4 separate regions of the Mus musculus genome follow, and regions 1, 2 and 3 are each linked to region 4. The links are chromatin contacts, called in public HiCAR-type and promoter capture Hi-C maps. All regions are on one chromosome and are shown on one strand. The core of a region is the stretch at or near the end of the contact, and the rest is flanking DNA. Distances in the headings are between cores, read along the strand shown. Region 1 overlaps Niban2 (niban apoptosis regulator 2). Region 2 holds the start of Ptrh1 (peptidyl-tRNA hydrolase 1 homolog). Region 3 holds the start of Slc25a25 (solute carrier family 25 (mitochondrial carrier, phosphate carrier), member 25). Region 4 holds the start of Zbtb34 (zinc finger and BTB domain containing 34).

Region 1 (2,700 bases), core at 192-2,691, 520 kb after region 4:
ATATGAGCCACATGTGGGTGCTGGGAATCGAACCCAGGCCCTCTGGAAGGCAGCCAGTGCTCATAACCACAGAGCTGTCTCAGCCCCTCCACCTTATGTTTTTAGACAGAGGCTCTCACTGAACCTGGAGTCCGTGTCAGCTGGGCTGGCTGGCCAGGGAGCCCCTGGCGTCTGCGTCGGACTTTGATGTGGCTGTTAGGGATCCAGACTCAGACCCTCCGGCTTCACAGCAAAACTTCATTCACCGAGGCTGCCCTGTGCTCGCTCCCTCGCTCCCTCACTCCCTCACTCCCTCGCTCCCTTGCTCCCTCGCTTGCTTTTGAGACAGCCTTAGCCCAGAATGGCCTGGAACTCACCATGCTGCTCCCATCTGAGCCATCACACCTCTCCCAGAAAGGAGGGGATGGATGGTCTACTGGAAGCAGACTCACTATGTAGTCTTGGCGTTGAGTTGACAGAGATCTGAGGCAGAATGATCACTCTGAACATAGAAGTTTGAGGCCAGCCTGGACAAGACTCTGCCTCAGAAAAAAGGAAAAAAGAAAAACCAGTGTGTTCAGCAGAGGAATGAGCCTGCTACAGACACCAACCTGGTCCTCTCCAGTCTACTGGACTAGAAGAAAGCACATTTCTGTTGTGTAAGCCACCCAGGCCCAGCCTGAAACTTCACTTGCATCAGCCCATTTCATCCTTAAAGGAGGGGGAATGGGATGGAGTGGGGGCTAGTCTCAGCTTCAAAGAAACTGAGGTTCTAGCACGTGTGCAGTGTGTCTGGTGGTGATGTGTATCATGCCTGCACTGAGGGAGGTGGGGGGGGAGTCAAGGCAGGAGGAATACAGCAAGTTCAAGGCCAGCCCAGGTTAAGTATCAAGACTGTCACAAATATCAGGACATTTGGAAAGACGGCTCAGCGGTTAGGAGCACTGACTGCTCTTCCAAAGGTGAGTTCAATTCCCAGCAACCACATGGTGGCTCACAACCATCTGTATGGGATCCAGTGCCCTCTTTTGGTGTGTCTGAGGACAGCAACAGTATATTCATATACATAAATTAATACATCTTCAAAAAATAATTTAAAAAAAACTGTCTCAAATCGAGACTAGGATGGGCAAAGCCACTGACTTTCAAGCACATGGCTGGGGGTGGGGGCTAGTTAAATGGGGCTGGAACCCAGGACCTCCTTAGTCTAGGCAGAGCCCAAGCCGGAGCAGGACATGGACACCAGGCCTAGGACAAAAGTGAGTGCCCTGCTGCCTCCTGACACCCCCACTGCTCCAGGAATGCAGCGTGTGAAGGGGGCCCTAGCCAGGCTAGCCGCCACCCACCTTGGCCTCCTTCCCTGACCCATCCACCCCCACTTCCTGGCAGGGCCAGGACTGAGCAATTCCAGGCCCCATGAATTCCAGGCCCAGTCTCAACAGGGGAGGAAGCAGAGAACTTTCTCACAGTCCTGGGTTGGAGGGAAGGGCCATGCCTGGAACTGGCCTTGTCAGTTCCTGCAGGGGGTAAAGAGAGCTGGCCTGGGGGTGGGACTTTCTGTCACAGTCTTTTATGTGTCCACTCCAGCCCAGGACACACAGAACCTTCCAGCTTGCTGTGTGCCAGACTGGAGGCTCACAGCTCTGAGCCAGCTCATCCCCCCCCCACACACACCAATATTCCCAGTCCCTACTGTAATATCCCACGGGGAACTGAACAGTGTCCCCTTCCTACTCAGTCCTGTCCTCACCCTTCCCCTACCTGACCTAGGGTCCCCTACTCGGTCACAGCAGGTAAGCCAGCAGCCCTGGGAACTTTCAGAGGACTCATGGGCCAGCAAGGAAGGAGGGTGTCCCAGGCCAGGCAGCCAGAGCCTGAGCCAGAGCCACAGCCCCAGGGACCTGGGAACAGGAGCTCTTTGTGGGCAGCAGGGCAGGGCCCAGCCCAGGTGGCAGGGCTTGGCCTGGCTGAAGAGCCGGTTGCCTCCCAGTGGACAGATGCCAGAGGGTGGAGGCCTCTGTAGAGAGGTGGGGTGAACTGGGTTCAGTCAGGTGCCCACGCTCCCCTCACTACGAGGTAGAGCTGTGCCTGAGAGCAAGGTAAAGCCGCTCTGGGCCTCCCTCTGCCTCTGGGACCACATCAGCAGGACAGGGCAGAAAGGCCTTCACTACTACCTCACACTGGGGGACAAGCCTAAACGTTTATAATTCCTCAGAACTCTAGAAGGCCCTTCCAGACCTGGCCTGATGGCTCCCCTCCAGCCTCACTTCGTCTCTCTCTGTCTGTCTCTGTTGTGTTCTCTCTCTCTCTCTCTCTCTCTCTCTCTCTCACACACACACACACACACACACACACACAGTATTGTCTCTGTTCCCAGCCACCCTTTATGGGGGCCACAGCCTCTTTCGGGGAGCACTTGCCCAACCTTGCCTATCCATCACCTCCACAGGTGGAGCCTACCCCATCACCTCCTCCCTCCATTCAGGGCAGCACCTCCCCCAACACATCCCCCAGTGCCCAGCACAAAGAACACCATCCTGAGCAGGGCGTGGTGGCGCACGCCTTTAGTCCCAGCACTCGGAAGGCAGAGGCCCGTGGATTTCTGAGTTTGAGGCCAGCCTGGTCTACAGAGTGAGTTCCAGGACAGCCAGGGCTACACAGAGAAACCCTGTCTCGAAAAACCAAAAAAAAAAAAAAAAAAAGAACACCATCCTGGCCGCT
Region 2 (2,719 bases), core at 65-2,564, 660 kb after region 4:
GCCTTGGCATTGCCTGTAGGGTCCCAGGGGAATGAGGATGCATTGGTGAGATACAATGTCAATGCTAGCCACCCCCACCCAGGGCAGGGCAGAAGGGTAGACTCACATTGGAGTTCAGACAGCTAATGCAGGAACGGACTCCATTATGGCCCCTTGAGGGGATATGAAGAGCAGTTAGTACTTTCTGAGGCAGTGCCCTTCCTCCATTCCCTTGCCCAGGCCTTCTTCAGAGCAGCCCAGCCTATCGAGATAGATAGTCTCAACAATCTTACTCCACTCCAACAGAGGCCAGCATCCCTACCCAAACCTACGCACATAAGAGCCTCACCTTGCGCTGCCCCCCAGCTTCAGAGCCAGCTTTCCCAACGGCTTGTCCAGTTCATCATGGACCAGATAGATCTCCTCCGCAGTCAGCCCAAACAGCTCCGCTTGGCACAGGGAAACAACACTCTAGTTACTGCATATCTGCTCAGAGGGGTCACAACAACCCCCATATGTAAACAGGCTTCCCCAAGCCTTCACTGTAGTAATTGGGGCTCACCAGGCACTTGTCACAATTGAACCCTCTCTCTGGTCCCTGTGCCCTCTTATCCATGAAACCTACAACTCACCAGCTCGGGCTACGCTGCGCCCGTTGACGTTCATGAGGCGCCGCGGCCGGAGCAGTACCAGCTGAGCATCCCCGAGCGGGGCCAGGGCGAGGTCAGCAGCACAGCGCGAGTCACGAGTCCAATTCTCCGCCACTCCCAGTCGCCTTGCTATTTGCCCCAGCACCGCCATGCCCACACTGTGCCGGGTGCCGGGCATTCCGTGGTTCCCCAGGCCAGCCACCTGTAGGCAACACTCACTCAGGACCCAAAACATTGACCAGGAAACAGAAGCGACAGTATTGGGAAGGAGCACTTAAGGGTCTGGGAACTCCTGGAGGCCCCACCAGCCAGAGGATGCCGCTCCCTGGTGCAAGAGCAAAACTAAAAGTTTGGAGCCAGTTAGTATTGCGCCTATTTGACTAAGTAGAAAAAGGGACAACTATCCCGAAAAGATGGTTCCGAAGGTAAGGTTGCTGCTAACCCTGACAACCTGGGTTCGATCCCCAGAACCCACATGGTGGAAAGAACCCTCTCCTAAGTTGCCCTCTGACAGCCACAGGGCACATGCATACAACGCATACACTTAAATGTAAGCGTAGCTGCGGAGCCAAGCCCCGCGTCCCTGTGTAGCCACCCACGCCCCACTCACCAGCCACCGCTTCCCGGGGAACCGAGCCTCGGAAACCTGCCGGCTCAAGGCCCAACTCCGCCGCATCCCTGGACTAAAAAGACCGGACTTCAACGTGCCGACTCCCATTCACAGCCAGGACCCCGCCCCTTGACGTCAGGCATCCCTAAGCCAATAGCATCACGACATGTCCAGCGACGCCCAATCCAGGCTGGGTTTGGCGTCCGCCATGTCTCTGCGGGGCGGAAGTGGGTGGATCGCGGGCCCGGGCGAGTGTCTGGGTGCATTCCTCCGCGACGCGTCACCCTGTATGGCTCAGCCTTTGCTCGGCCTTTGCTCGAGGGCTGGTACCTCGTTAAGTTTCTACCCTGGCCCGCGTCGGCGTGCACTGCCCATAGGTTCTTTCCTTGACTTAGGCCTTGGCTTGCCTTGCTGAGTTTCTAGTGACTCTCGGAGGCGGGGCCAAGTGGGCGGGGCCTATGGACATCGTGGACCTGGTGCCTAGCAACAACGGAGCTAGGGAACCTCAGAGTATGCTTAGCCCAGAAGTTAGCCTAGAAACCTGGCCATGACAGACAGAAGCAAGGTGAGGGCTGAGAAGGGGAAAGCTGAGGCAGAGGTCGGGGCCGCAAGAAGGGCTTGAGGAAGAGCCAGTCAAGCCCTTCAGGGGAACTGGGAGAGGTCAGAGGTCATCATTTGTAGTGTGGTAGGGGAGAAGGGTGACTGGCCTCCCAGTCCTAAGGGAGAGAGAGGGCAGAGAGATTTTTTGGGGGGGTTGTTGTTGTTTTAACGTTTTGGGGTTTTGTTTGTTTGTTTTATAGACTCAGAGAACTCCATCTGCCTCTAGCTCTAGAACGGGGTTATTAAAGGTATGCACTACCGTGCCCAGCCCAAGTGGAGAGATTTTGAGGAGTGAAACACAGAACTTGAGGACTGATGAGACATAGGTTCCCCGATTCTGGTGACTATGGGAAGGGTGATCACACAGAGGTGAGAAGCCCTGGGAAGAAGTCAGGTGAAGTGCTTGCTCAATGTGACCTGACGAGTGTGAGAATCCCAGGGCGGGAGTCACAAGGAACCTTGTGCAGCAGGGTCTGAAAACGATGAGCAGCTAGAGCACAAGGTGAGAGCAGACAAAGCCCAAGAGGAGAGCAGAGGGTGCAGTGGTTCCTTGACCTTGACCACAGGACAGGGAGAGAGGCAGGGCTAGAGAAATGTTGGAGCCCTGGGGGACTGTTGAACCCCAGACTAGGTGTGCCTTCTACCAGGAGGCCTCTTCACACCTCTTCCAGTAGGCAAAGCTCCTGGGGGAAGTGTTCCTGAGGCCTTCTGAGCTTACTGCCCCTGGCTTGGTTCCAGGAGCCTCACAGTGCCCGTTCCCAGAAAACTCCAAAGCTAAAGGTTCCTGAAGCCCCAGAGAAGATCCTGCGACGCATCTTTGGGACCAGTCATGTGTTCTATGTTATGACAGATCCTACAAAACGAAGGATGATAGGATCAA
Region 3 (2,700 bases), core at 150-2,649, 980 kb after region 4:
GGCTGATGATGGTGGCCTCACCCAACAGGTTGCAGATCCTCTGTTGCATAGGGGTCAGCAGTACAGGAGCTATGGCTGTGCCACTGCCACCACTGCCACTGCCTGTCCCAGGCCCACCAGCTCCATCATCTTCTGTGGGCCCTGGAGCTTCGCCACCTTCTACAGCAGCTCGGACTTGGGCAACCTTGCGACGGACCTCGGTCTTGAGGTCGGACCACTTCTTCTTGACTTCGGGCAGCTCCCTACGGCAGGTGGCCACAGCGTTGACCCTTCTCAGGATGCCATGCCAGGCTGCACTCTTGGCAGCCAGAGGGACCCCAGCATTGAAGTGGTTCACCAGCAGGTGCTTCTTCAGTTCCAGTTCCTCCACGATGATCTCCACTTCCCGCTCTGAAAAGTTCATCTTCCTCTTCTTGGCTGGGACAGCCATGGCCTCCCCTTTCCTCTCTTTTTAAAGAAATTATAATGCTCTTAACAGCCCCAATTTCTCTTCTCTTCTTCCTCAGCCTCGCCTCTCTTTCACTCCCACCCCCTTTAGGGGGACAGGCAGGGCTTGTTCAAGGCCAAGTACCAGGCCTTAAGTAACCCCCCTCGCTACGCAAAGTGCGTAGGGCCCAGCCCTGACCGGCCCGACCGCCGCCAGCCAGCTGCGTAATGGCTTCCTGAATCTGCCTCTTCCGCTGGGGTGTGCGGAGATCCGCCCACTTCCCTTCTTCCCGCCCCTCGGCACATCCCTGAGAAGCCCCGCCCTCCAGGTTTGGCGTGGCTCAAATATCTGGCCGATCACTGGCTCTCCAGGCCTGCCATTCCTCCTAGAGGACACACCTCTTTGCTAGAACTGGCCTGGTCATTGGTCTAAAGTCTTGTCTGTCGCTTCAGGATGTCCGCCCACACGGACATTATTCACTTCCATTGGAAAAGCAGACTGTCGTTCAGTTCGTGTCGCGACTATTACGTTGTAAAATTCAGTTGTTTTATTGGCAGTTTAGAAGACTCCTAAAGCTTAGCCTCCTGATTTTGATTCGTGTTCTCGGTTTCGAGTCGTCAGCCCGTTAAATTTTCATTTTATTCAATGGTGCTGTGTTTTCTAACTTCAGTCCACAGTTACCCTCATATACATTTCATTTCCACTGTTAGCTACGATCTCTCCTTACACAACGCTCCTCTCAGCCTCATCATTCCGCAGTCTAAATAGAGCTTCTGAATGGGAATTGGACACAAGGCTTTCTGCTTGCCTATTACCCAGCTTCAGCCAATCCCCGGCTCCCTCAGTTTGAATCGCCTTCGAGCTGGCACGGTGACTCCGCCCCCTCATTGATCCCGGAGCCGACATACCGGCCTATGATTGGTCGGCAGTGCGCCAGAGGGCGCGGTCAGCGCCTCTGCGCGCCGCGGGGCGGGGCTCCCGGAAGCGGCCCCTCCCTCCAGTCGGCCGGCTTCTCGGAGCCCGCGCTCGCTGTCTGAGGAAAGCCGGCGTGCTTCCGCGCTCGGGTCGCTCTCCTGCCGCCTTCAGCCCGGCGTCCGGCGCCCCCGCCTCGCGCCCGATGGTGAGCAGTGTGTTGTGCCGCTGCGTGGCCTCCCCGCCGCCGGACGCCGCCGCCACCGCCTCGTCGTCCGCCTCGTCGCCGGCTTCTGTAGGGGACCCGTGCGGCGGCGCCGTCTGTGGCGGCCCGGACCACCAGCTACGCCTGTGGAGCCTCTTCCAGACACTCGACGTCAACCGCGACGGCGGCCTGTGTGTCAACGACCTGGCGGTGGGGCTGCGGCGCCTGGGACTGCACCGCACGGAGGGCGAGCTCCGGGTAAGTCTGCGTGCGCCGTCCGCGCGGGCGGGGAGGATCCGGGAGGTCTTGAGGAGAGAGACCGACGCCAAGGGGACGGGTCGGGACCGCAGGACTTCTCGGGCTGCTTTCTGTAGCCTGTCAGGTTTCGACGGACGCTGCTAGAGCTGAGCGGAACCCCTGGTGTTGGGGGGGATAGTGTCCCTCCACTGACAGATGGAAAGGAAATTCACACCTTGTTAGTGTGGGGCTCCTCAGGTGGGAGATGGGGCCGTGAGAAAAGCTCGTCGTGGCTACAGATGGGCACCCTTGGGTCTCTTTGATGGACAGAAAGCCCCCTCTACTTCCCTCTAGATAGAAGGACAGATAGATCTCAAGATTGCCCTACGGACCTCAAGGCCAAGTTGGTGCCCATCCTCCCTCAACACCTAGGTTCCTATCCACCCATTCTCATTGGCACCCCTTGTCTGTCTGTCTGTCTCTCGCTCGCTCGCTCTTCTCCCCCCACTCTCGTTTCCATGCCACCGGTGCCTCTAATCTGGTTGCTCACAGAGACATGTGGGTGTTGGGGAAGAAAAAAATGGGAACTGGGGTTCTAGGCAGATCAGTGTGGATGTGGGTGATGAAGACTGAACAGTTCTTTCTCATGGCTTAGACCCAGCCCCCCACTGCTGTTTCAGAACACTGGGTCATGATCCCTTTGTCGAATTGGAGTGCGAATATGTTAAAGAATCTGAAGAAAGATTCTTTTTTTGTTTGTTCGGTTGGTTTTGGGGATTTTTTTTTTCTAGACAGTGTTTCTCAATGTAGTCCTGGCTGCCCTGGAACGCCCTCTGTAGACCAGGCTGGCCTCGGAATCAGAGATCCACCTGCCTCTGCCTCCTGAGTGCGCCGGGATTAAAGGCCTTTGCCACCATCG
Region 4 (2,806 bases), core at 291-2,790:
GTGAGTTCCAGGACAGCCAGGTCTATACAGAGAAACCCTGCCTTGAAAAACAAACAAACAAACAAACAAAAGACGCCCAAGTGGTCTGGTATGAAATAGTAAGGGTAGATAGATGGTCAGTCCTTTAAGACATTTGGCAGGAAGGCCAAATCCTTAACATTTTAGACTCCATTGTCCTTAACACATGCAAGCACTGTCACCGTCGAGAAACCAGATTGTTACCCACACATTCAATAAGAATCAGTTAAAATGATGAGCCCCAGCCGGGTGTGGTGACGCACGCCTTTAATCCCAGCACTCGGGAGGCAGAGGCAGGTGGATTTCTGAGTTCGAGGCCAGCCTGGTCTACAGAGTGAGTTCCAGGACAGCAGAGCTACACAGAGAAACCCTGTCTCGAAAAACAAAAAAAAAAAAAAAAAAAAAAAAAGATGAGCCCCCAGGCTGGGTTCACAGGGAAACAGAATCTCATTGCTGTGGACATTGTGAACAAGCCCAGACTTCCTGCCCGAGGTAGTCTGTTTTGTTTTGCTTTTTCTTCTTCTTTTTAGCTGTTCCTTTTTATTGTATGTGCTGGGTGTTTTGTCTCCATGTATGTGTGGGTACCACGTACATGCTTAGTGTTGGGAGAGGCCAGAAAAGGGCGTTGGATCTCTAAAACAGGAGTTATAGACAGATTGAGGCCTGACATGTGGTGCTGAGAATTGAACCTAAACAGTCAGCTGTCTTTTTAAATTAGATATTGTCTTCATTTACATTTCAAATGCTATCCCAGTCAGCAGTCTTAACTGCTGAGCCATCTCTCCAGCCTGTGGGTTCTTGTATTATTATTATTTGGTTTTTCGAGACAGGGTTTTTCTATAGACCTGGCTGTCCTGGAACTCACTCTGTAGACCAGGCTGGCCTTGAACTCAGAAATCTGCCTGCCTCTGCTTCCCAAGTGCTGGGATTAAAGGCGTGTGCCACCACTGCCCGGCTGGGATCTTGTTTTAAAGCCAGATAGCCTTCTTTTTGCAGAAGAGAAAAGCTGCCCAGGTAGTTGGGCATGGGGACTCACACTTGTAGTGTAATCCTGGGTACACAGATCTGTTTGAGTTGAAGGCCAACCTTATATATATAGTGGAATTCTGTTTTTTAAGACCTTGTCTCAAGGCAAGACCCTAAAATAATAAAAATAGAAATAAAGAACTTAAAAAGCATGGCTTAGCAGGTCGTAGGTGTGGGGCTTTCCACAGGCTTAGGGTCCGGGTGCACACGGTCGAGTCCTGCTCCGGCCAGCAGGTGGAGCCAAGGAGAAGGCGGGCGGAAGGCCACGGGCCGCAGAGTCGGGATTTCAGGCTCCAAACCCGGGTTGCTGTTCAGCTACCCGCCCGTCTACTGGTCGGCCTGCAGCACTAGCCAGGAGCTGGGATTCCGACCGGCCCGCCGCGAGAAGTCCGGCCATATCGACACCCGCCCGGGTCCGCGCCTGCCCGGAAGCGCGGGCGCCGAGGGGGCGGGGCCTGGAAGCGCTTCCGGGGGCGGGGGGCGCGGGCAGGGGCGGCAGCGGGAGCGGCGGGGAAGGGCCTGGCGCCGGCGGCGGCGGCGGCGGAGGGGGCGCCGCGGGCGGGCGATGTGAACGCGGCGCGCGGCCCAGGTGAGGCTGGCGGGCTGCGGGCAGAGGCGGCAGGGTCGGGGCGACCCGTGGGGCGGCTGTCCGACCTCCCCCGTGAGCGCGGCGGGACGGGGGAGAGGCTGCCTGGTCAGTGTCGGGGCCGGCCGGGCGGGGTCTTGAGGCCCGGGCACCTGCCGGAGGCCAGGCGCTTGGCCCCGAGGGGTGGCGACCCGGGGCAGCTGCCCTGCACCCCTCCAGCCTCCGCCCCGGGCGGCTCGCTCTCCCTCCCGTACCGAGGGGTCTTAGTGACCGTTGTCCCCGGAGAGCCAGGCCCGGTTTGCGGGGGTCAGCGGGAGGCTGCCCAGGAGCCGCTGCCTCTGGCCATCGCCGTGTGCCAGGTAAACAGGCGGCGCGTGTTAAGCTTGGCCTGGGTGGTCTGCGTGGCCACTGGCGCAGGGCTGAGGACGGACTGGGGAGGGGGCGTGTTAAAATACTGCTCGCCTAGGCCAGGTGACTGTTAGGGGGCTACTCAATTCTGGGACGCCCCATCTTGAGGTTTTCAGCAAGTCTTTCCCATTCCATGCTGGGCCTCAGTTTCTCCATGTAAGAACTGAGAGTTTAGATGAACTCCCTACAGACCTCTCATGCTGTGAATATCTGACATTGCAAGGTCTATGCCTGGTTCAACACGCTGGGCAGTTCTACCGATGTCTCCCCCTCCACTCCAGATGTAGACTTTTTAACCACTTCGTGCACTTTGCCTCGGGGAGGTTTAAAATGATTCCCAGAAGGGTTTTCTTGGAAATAGCTTTACTGATCCTTCATCGTTCCTTGCTGCCGTCCGTAGTTTTCCCGTGGAGCGTTTTGCATGCAAACATTTTGCTGTCCGTATTTGCCCATTCTCTCTTTGTTCCCTAGTCTAGGCTGTTTTTGCTTCACATCTGGATTATTGCAACAGCTTCTTAGTTGGTCTCTGACTCCAGAGGTTTCACCCTCCCCCATCCTTCCTTTATGCTAACGCCAAACTTAGTGTAGGAAGTTTAAAAAAAATAGTAGAGTGCTTGCTTAGTAAAAGTCAAAATGCAGTTGAGTGGTGGACGAAAGGAGTTGAAGGTACAGTGAGTCTCCAAGGCTTTACAGTGGGTGTTCAGACATTGCCTGTGACTAGGTGATGTCTGTGACACAAGGCCACGTCCCGTGGAATTCAGCAGGAGA

The links. Promoter capture Hi-C pulls out the DNA fragments that hold promoters and counts their contacts. HiCAR-type assays count read pairs that join an accessible place to other places.
Region 1: a HiCAR-type map of astrocytes shows a contact between it and region 4, with 2.0 times the contacts expected there. The contact joins the enhancer-like site here to the promoter of Zbtb34 in region 4. A contact is called at or near these places in 1 of 15 datasets of contacts at CTCF or cohesin (embryonic stem cells), 3 of 115 datasets of contacts at active chromatin or transcription factors (astrocytes, extraembryonic endoderm stem cells and microglia) and 1 of 9 other capture datasets (embryonic stem cells).
Region 2: a promoter capture Hi-C map of pre-B cells shows a contact between it and region 4, with 5 times the contacts expected there. The contact joins the promoter of Ptrh1 here to the promoter of Zbtb34 in region 4. A contact is called at or near these places in 9 of 39 promoter capture datasets (the 3T3-L1 cell line, 3T3-L1-derived adipocytes, cranial neural crest and 4 more), 1 of 115 datasets of contacts at active chromatin or transcription factors (pancreatic cancer cells) and 1 of 9 other capture datasets (pancreatic islet).
Region 3: a promoter capture Hi-C map of pre-B cells shows a contact between it and region 4, with 2.9 times the contacts expected there. The contact joins the promoter of Slc25a25 here to the promoter of Zbtb34 in region 4. A contact is called at or near these places in 2 of 39 promoter capture datasets (liver and pre-B cells).

What each region holds. Positions count from the first base shown.
Region 1 is chr2:32,913,797-32,916,496 of GRCm38.p6, reverse strand. All of the region lies in intron 5 of Niban2 (niban apoptosis regulator 2), which reads right to left. Among named protein-coding and RNA genes, the nearest start is that of Gm13523, 32 kb to the right of the region's middle. Within about 2 kb of position 1,441, at least 154 of the 459 cell types and tissues checked have an H3K27ac peak or open chromatin away from gene starts, as enhancers often do. A contact at or near this core is called in astrocytes, where this site is marked.
Region 2 is chr2:32,774,416-32,777,134 of GRCm38.p6, reverse strand. It overlaps Ptrh1 (peptidyl-tRNA hydrolase 1 homolog), which reads right to left and starts at 1,314. Exons shown (of 5, transcript NM_178595.3): 1 at 1,240-1,314; 2 at 612-831; 3 at 329-428; 4 at 107-152; 5 at 1-13. The coding sequence starts at 1,305. It overlaps Ttc16 (tetratricopeptide repeat domain 16), which reads left to right and starts at 1,502. Exons shown (of 15, transcript NM_177384.3): 1 at 1,502-1,804; 2 at 2,040-2,087; 3 at 2,578-2,719. The coding sequence starts at 1,787.
Region 3 is chr2:32,450,169-32,452,868 of GRCm38.p6, reverse strand. It overlaps Slc25a25 (solute carrier family 25 (mitochondrial carrier, phosphate carrier), member 25), which reads left to right and starts at 1,399. Exons shown (of 10, transcript NM_001164357.1): 1 at 1,399-1,802. The coding sequence starts at 1,545. It overlaps Naif1 (nuclear apoptosis inducing factor 1), which reads right to left and starts at 2,412. Exons shown (of 2, transcript NM_194335.2): 1 at 1-2,412. The coding sequence starts at 430.
Region 4 is chr2:33,430,058-33,432,863 of GRCm38.p6, reverse strand. Zbtb34 (zinc finger and BTB domain containing 34) reads left to right here and starts at 1,540. Exons shown (of 3, transcript NM_001085507.1): 1 at 1,540-1,633.